2 separate regions of the Neogale vison genome follow, and region 1 is linked to region 2. The links are chromatin contacts, called in public Hi-C maps. All regions are on one chromosome and are shown on one strand. Each heading gives the region's core, a stretch centred on a gene start, on an enhancer-like site or on the middle of the called end of the contact. The rest is flanking DNA. Distances are from core to core; before and after follow the strand shown. Region 1 holds the start of LKAAEAR1 (protein LKAAEAR1). Region 2 holds the start of PCMTD2 (protein-L-isoaspartate O-methyltransferase domain-containing protein 2).

Region 1 (3,660 bases), core at 20-2,519, 130 kb after region 2:
GTGCGTTTGGGGCTCCCCGGGGCACCAAGAAAGGGCATGGGGCTGGAAAAGCGGTCAGTCACTTCCTCCAGTCAGGAAGGGGCCCGGACAGCTGTAGACATTTTGCCCCTGGAAAGGAGGCACCCTCTGAGAACCTGGACACCCCCCCACCCCCCCACCCCCCCCCCCCCCGCTGGGCTCATGCCCTTCCCTCCCCAGGGACAGCCCGGCTCCCCTCCCCCACCCGGCTCCCCCTCCCCACCAGAGGGCGGAGGGGGTGGGATTGCTGGTTGCCAGGCAACCGTGTCAACAAGCCCCAGGGAGTCAGGACTCAGTTGGAGGCTCAGACCCTAGAAAGTGGAAAGTATGGGGTGTACAGAAGGGGATCGAGGGGTAGCTAAGAATGGGGTGGGGGAGGGAGCTGGCCGCCAGTAGATGCCATGCTGTGGCTCTGCCTCCTGCGCACAGTGGCCAGGATGAAGCCCAGGGACTGGGGCCGGAGGTGCTCTGGGCTGAGAAGGGGCCCTGCAGGACTGAGCCAGGACCCTAGGGGAATTTCCCTCTCCCCACTTGTGGGACCTAACTGGTCTATCACCACCCTGGGCTCTGCTCTCCCTTCCTGCATCCAGACCCAGCAGGGACAGGCCAGGAGGGCGGGGTCCCCCATTATCCCACCCCCACCCCACCTTGGGCAGCAAGCCAGCTGACCATTCCGCTTTCAGCGCCCCTGGAACACATGTAGGACCTTCCACAGACGCACAGATGGACCCATACAAGAACATACAAACACTCGCACACACGTCTCCCCTGCCCACCCCCTCCATCTCCAGCCCCTAGACTAGAGCAGCCCTCGGGTTCCAGGGGTCTGGGGGTCCGCTGACTGGCTACCACAGCCATGGGGGCCTGGGGCACATCAAGGGTTCCAGAATTGTGGGGAAGGGTCCACCAAGCCTCACTCACATCAGTCTAACACTGGCCTCCACTCCTGTGTAGGGCTGGAGGTCAACTCAGGGGTCTCAGCATTTTCTCAGGGGACAGAGAAGCAGCCCGTGGGCAGAAAGGGAATTTTCTGAAGTTAAGTAAATCAGAAATTTCTGGCTGACTGCAAGGATAAATAGGACGTGTGCTAGGCTCACCCAAAGGTGCAGAGTCTGGGGCACCGACTCTTGATTTCTGCTGAGGTCGTGAGCGGATGCGCGTGGGGCTCCCGGCTCAGCGCGGGAATCTGCTTGAGAGTGTCTCTCCCTCTGCCTCTTGCTCCCCTTGCGCGCGCCCGTGCGCTCTCAAATAAATAAATCTTAAAGGAAAAAAAAAAAAAAGGCGCAGAGGCTGGAGGTGCGGAACCTCAAGCCAGCTGCGGGGAATGGAGAGGGGCCAGGCCAGAGGGGCTGGCAGGTGCCCAGTGGGACTCACTCTCCCCCCGCAGGCCCAGGATGCAGGCGCGGAAGGAGGCCGGGCGCAGGGGCCCGCGGGAGCGCGCGGGGAAGGGGTCCCGTGAGGAGCGAGCCAAGGGGCCGCCCGCGGCGGAGCCCCCCAAGCCGGGTTGGGCCGCGTCGCTGGAGGGGCTGGCGGCCATGCGCCCCCCGCAGCGTCGCCGTCACATGCTCTTCGGGGACCTGCGGGAGGACGTGGGCGCGGCCGCCTCCCTCTTCCCCCGCGAGTCAGTGGAGCTGGGGGACCGCATGCCCGACCTGCGCGGCTGGACGCAGTCCCTCGAGCTGCCCGCGGCGCGCCAGGACCTGCTGCTCGGCGTCCTCAAGGCAGCCGAGGCCCGAGGACGGATCCGGGCCCTGCGGCTGCGCTACATCCGCATGCGAGTGAGGCCCGGAGCCCGGAAGCAAGGGGCGCGCGGGCGGGAGGGTTGGGGTGCGGGCGGGGCGGGGAGACCCGGCCTGGTCCGCGGAGGAAAGTTGTTGGCGGGTGGGGGGGGGGGTCAAACGGCGGGAGGGGCCGGGGCGGGCGGAGCAAAGCAGATTGAGGCGTAGACTCGGAAACAGCCCTGACCCCCGGCCCGACCCGCAGGCGGAGGAGATCGCGCTCCTCGTCCTGCAGCAGAAGTCCGCGCGCGCCGCCCTCCGGCTGGAGCTGTTCCTGCCGCCGCGGCTGAGGCCGACGCGGATCCCCGACCCCCTGGACCGGCAAGAGGTACGCTGAGGCCCGGGAAGGGGGGTTCCCCGCGCTCCTCTCCCGCGCACCTGGCCCCAGCCCCTTTCACCCGCAGAGGAGGCGCGTGGAGACCATCCTGGAGGAGCAAGTTGATGGCAGCATCTTCCCACGTTGACTGGGACCCCACAGTGTGCCAACGCGCCCCACCTTCCCACATAAAGTTCTCATTGTCCAAGCATCCCCTGGTCGTTACGCTGCCTCTCTCCAGGCTCCCCGAGAAGGAAAGGGACAGTGTGGATGCAGCCTCCCTGGCATCCGATGTCACAGACATCTGGATACATGGCGCGGATGGGGGAGTGGGGGAGGGGGGTCCAACAAAGTAGAAGGAGGGGCAGGTTCAGATCAACATCGGACGCTGGTAATCCCTCAAATCCCGCGCTGCCCCAATCAGGCAACCTGGTGCCCTGCGGGTCTCGGACAGCCCCTTGTCTGAGGGAACAGGAGTAAGAACGGGGCCAACCACTGTCCCAACCCCAGCAGTGAAGAGCAAGCTCAGGGAGAAAGTGGGGCCCAAGTGGGACCCCACATTTGTAGGTTATTCCTTCAGGGGTCAGAGAGGAGGGTGACATTCTGGGCAGGACGAGGGACTGCACAAGCCTAAGGTGGCATTTGGAGCCAGCTGTGCCCCCGGGGTCCTCCGGGGGACCATGGTGGGGGAGACTGGGGAACGGGAGACCGACTCGGGAAGGCCCCTGCTTCTCCAGACAGAAAATCACCTTTTCATCCTGAACAACCTCCGCAGCTCTGCCCTGTGCCCCTTACACACAGACGCACACACAGGGAAGGAAACCACCCGTGTCCCGTTCTGACCAACCCTCCCGCGGAGGCTCCAAACACTGAACTTGGTAGACAGATTCTCCTGTAGAGAACTTACTGTTCTCGCTGACACACAATTTTTGAGCCTAGAACTTGGCCATGTCTCACCTTTCTTCCCTCCTAGTCCTTAGATGGCCACAGTGGTGGGGGCTGAAAGTTTTGAGACAACCCCCCCCCGGAGGGCCAGGGAAGCCTGCTGAGTGGCCCTCAGGAAGCCCTTCTCCCCCTGTACCTGACCCTTCACCCTTTCTGTGCTGTTGCTGCCCCGGCCTCGGTCCTGTGGAGTCTGCGGCAGGTCTAGGAGGAAGGGGAGAGCTGTGCGGGGCAGTCGGGCAGTCATGAGGGGAGGGGCGTGGTTGAGCAGGGGGTGGGGAGCAGGGGCAGAGGAGGGGGCCTGCGCTGAAAACAAATCACCAGGGAGAGGGAGGCGTTCTCTCTGTCATGAAAAGGATAACGGGCAGCCCTGACTCTCCAGGACCCCAGCACTCTGTCTCCTGGGCATGTACTGACCACCTAGGGCCATTCTGTTTGGTAAACGCAGATCTCATTCCATCACTTCTCTGAGTCTCCATTTCTTTATCTTTAAAATGGAGATCTTGAGGGTCTCACCTGAGCCATGAGTGAGCACAGTGAGGGCTCCACAAGGGTGTGGTCCCCCTGCCTCGAGCGACCACACAGAGCCCCGCGGAGAAGACCAGC
Region 2 (3,499 bases), core at 387-2,886:
GGGACCCCAGGTATGCTGTCAGCTTTCCCGGTTCTGTAGGTAACAACCCGCTACTCTTCTTTCCGTTTCCTGCCGGCTGTTGCTGAAAGCTGTCTTGGATTACAGTCACTGCAGGGGCTGGCGCAGGTCGCTGAGACCAGCAGAAAACAGAACCAAAGCCACACCTCCTGCTGGCAGAAGAATTAAAAGAAACAGAGACTTGCCGTGAAAACCAGAACTCATAGAGAGGGATTTTCTTCAAACACTAGAAAGGCTGCCTTGTATACACCATTCCTGGAGCTGACAGAAGCTGGATCCGTGGAACACGTTAGATGAAGATTATTTCTACTCGACACAGAAAAGCTTTCTAACAACTAGAATTCCAAATACTGACCTGTTCTTAGAACCTCCACAGCCTGTCTCCCCCAGGGATGGCCCAGGTTAGGTACAAGCTGAGGTGGGGGCCAGGAGGCCTACGCTCGGACCCCATCCCCTCAGAGGCCCCCTCTCATTCCACCTCTAAAGCTCTACTTGACCCGAGCACAGCCCCAAGTTCTGGGCTGTCTGCAGGAACCTGACTGCACCGATTCTTGACTGTCTACTCGACGCCCAAACCGCAGCCGTTGACTTCGACCACTGCCCTGCCGGAAAGAAAGAAGAAAACCACGACAGGCTAGTGATGAACAAAGGGGACGGGCAGAGATCTGGGTCACTTTTCCGAGGGGCAACGCTGGAGCACACGTCGGCACGGAAAAACCCGAAGCGCCGGCACCAAGGCCAGCCAAGCTCTCCTTCCCCAACCACCCACCTTCTCCAGGGGCCTGGAGTCCCGGGGTTCTGAGCCACTTCTCAGTCGGAAGGGCAACAACTGCCCCTATGGTTCTGCCCTGGAGAGTGGAAGTTCCGTCCTCCCTACACCCAAGACGGGCCCCGAACTCGCAACCCAAGACCGACAGGGGCAGCTTCCACCGGTGCGCCCGCGGGTGCACCCAGACTGTCGCTTCGGAAAAGGTCCGAGGTCATTTGTTCCGAACGCGGACCCGCCTGCACGCGCCGCGCGACTCCCCGCAAACGTCTCCCGCTCGGCGCGCCCGGCGCGGGCCGCGCGTCTCTCCCGCCCGTCCAGAGGCGCCAGCGAGGGGCCCCGGGAGAGGCCGCGGGGGCCCCGGGGAGCCCGAGGGTTAGCAGGACGCCCCCCCCACCGACACACCCCCGGAGCGCCGCATGGGACGGGGCCGCGCTCCAGAGGACACGCGCCCCGGGAGGGTTGGGGGACGTGGGGACACGCAGGAGGGGGAACCCGGGGACGGGGAGGGCAGACGCGGGGGAGGCTGGGGAACGCCGGTGGGGGGAGGGGAGCTAGACGTCCGCGAACTGGGGGGAGGCGGGGAGAGGCCGGGGGGGCGCCGGAACGGAGGGGACGGCCCCCGGAGGAGGGGTCCCGGCGCTCGGGACCGGGGGAGGGGAGGAGGACGGAGAGGAGGGAGGGGTGGGGGGGAGCGACGCCGCCGCCCGCCACAGGCCGGGCCGAGGGCGGCGGCGAGGGCGGCTCTACCTCCGGGCTCGGCCGGCCCGCGAGATCGGGCTGCCTAGGCCGCGACCTGCAGCTCCTCCGGCGCCCCTCGCCCGTCCGCAGCCCGGCTGCGCCTCCCGACCGCCGCCGCCGTAAACACCCGCCGCCCCACTGCGCCTGTGCGCGCAACGGCCCGACTGCGCGTGCGCCCGAGTCTGGCTCTTAAAGGGGCGACGGCGCGGCCGGTGGGCCCCGGCGCGGACCGTCCGCGAGGCGCGTGGGAGGCCCCGCACGCTTCCCGGGTGTTGGAGCGGGAGCGATCCGAGAACAGCTGCAGGCCAGCGTTATGACTTCCACGCACCAGCAGAGCCGGGACCCAGGGAGGAAGGGCCAACAGGTGAGAAAGAAAGAAAAAAACTGTGTGATGGACAGTAACTCTCGGCGGTGGCTCTCTGGCTTGGGTGACACGGAAGGGACGTTCGAGCCAAGGTGCTAGGACAAGAAGGATCCATCTGTGCCAAGAGAGGGTCCCATGGCTGCGGCCCCGCGAGAGGAGAAGGGAGCCGCAGCGCCCTCCGTGCACACACCTGAGAGGAGGCCACAGCAGCCCCCACCCCTCCTGGGCTTCAGCTGGCTGGACACCTGCCTCTGCGCAGACCCTTCACCTCTTTTCTGGGCCTCAGCGGAGAAACACAGAGTTGGAGCAGACCCCATCCAAGATCTGCCCCACAAAGTGAACCGTGAACCCGTACATTCCCATGTCGTGGAGCCGGTGTGCACAGCCGTCTCCGCTATAGACAGCCGCAGGCATCTGCAGTGACACAAAGACCCAGCGCCTGGGTTCTCAAGGTTTCTATTCCTAGAGGATGGTGGCATCTGGGCAAGGGGCAGGCTGGTACAATTCTTTGGGTCCTACAAGGCAAAGAGAACTGGTTTTGAATAATATGAATAGGAATAATATGAAATGGAACATTATGCAGATAAGAACTTCCCAAATCCAGGGGAGGAAGGAGGAGAAGCCTGCCTCTAGGAGGAGTGCACTGCTTGGGGGGGCGGGGGTGACATGCTGGGCCGCAAGAGGAAGGTCCTACAGACCTGGAGGAGTTGGGGTATGTGTGCCCCCGCGTATGTCCCACACAGAGAGTGCAGGGTCGGGACGTGTCTGCTCTGGTTGCCCTAGTGAAACAGGCCAAGCGAAGCTTCGGCGGCCTGTGGGACACCACATAGGAGGCCAAGTCCCCAAGGGCTCACTTTAGACCTGATCTGCGGCAGGGAAGTTGTGCTGACAGCATCAGGCTTGAGATGTTGACCAGGCACGTGGCATCTGCACACGCCACCCTCCAGGGTAGGACGGTCTGAGAAACCTTGGCTGGGCATCAGTCAAGGTCATTCCCATCTCAAAAGTGACCTTGTGGCTCTGTGACCAGGTCCTCAAGGCTGCCTCCCCTCACCGCGCCCCGGCACCCTGGGACCCAGCTTCTGCCGCGCACATGCTGCGTATCCCTTTGTGAACCACCTGCACGGCCCACCTGGCAGACCTGGTGAAATTCTACCCCACTCTTCCTTTCACTTCAGTCCGGCCTTACCTGTGGTTTTCCAGATGAGCTTCTAGCAGCAGAACCCTTTCTTTGAACACGGTGCCAGTAGCCCCCTACCCCATCTCTACAATAGCTACGAGCATAGCTCCTGGGGAGGATAAGGCTTGCCACCAATCTCATGACCTTGACACTGCCTCTCAGAGTCCTTCCTACCTGCGTACCTTTGGTTATCTGTGACCGTTTCAGATTACAGAGGTCGTAGAGCCATCCTCGACCCTCTCCCCACGGTCTACACCCTCCATATACTCTACTCTGTCTTGGCCCTGTATCCCTCACTTCTAGCCGGGATAATGTTCACTGACCTCCTGCATACCCTCTCACCACCCCTCCCTCCCTGGGCTCTGCCAAGTCATCTTCCTAAAGCACAGTCTGATCACATCAGTCCTTTAGACCTTCCCTTAGGGCCCAT

The links. A called contact is a pair of places that touch in the nucleus more often than the background predicts.
Region 1: a contact with region 2 is called in a Hi-C map of muscle, with 5 times the contacts expected there. The contact joins the promoter of LKAAEAR1 here to the promoter of PCMTD2 in region 2. A contact is called at or near these places in 2 of 3 Hi-C or Micro-C datasets (fibroblasts and muscle).

What each region holds. Positions count from the first base shown.
Region 1 is chr8:215,320-218,979 of ASM_NN_V1, forward strand. It overlaps LKAAEAR1 (protein LKAAEAR1), which reads left to right and starts at 1,270. Exons shown (of 3, transcript XM_044262609.1): 1 at 1,270-1,796; 2 at 2,002-2,124; 3 at 2,201-2,260. The coding sequence starts at 1,413. The coding sequence ends at 2,260. It overlaps LOC122915872 (a long non-coding RNA gene), which reads right to left and starts at 1,746. Exons shown (of 3, transcript XR_006386099.1): 1 at 1,671-1,746; 2 at 1,116-1,276.
Region 2 is chr8:85,394-88,892 of ASM_NN_V1, forward strand. It overlaps PCMTD2 (protein-L-isoaspartate O-methyltransferase domain-containing protein 2), which reads right to left and starts at 1,637. Exons shown (of 6, transcript XM_044262598.1): 1 at 1,535-1,637.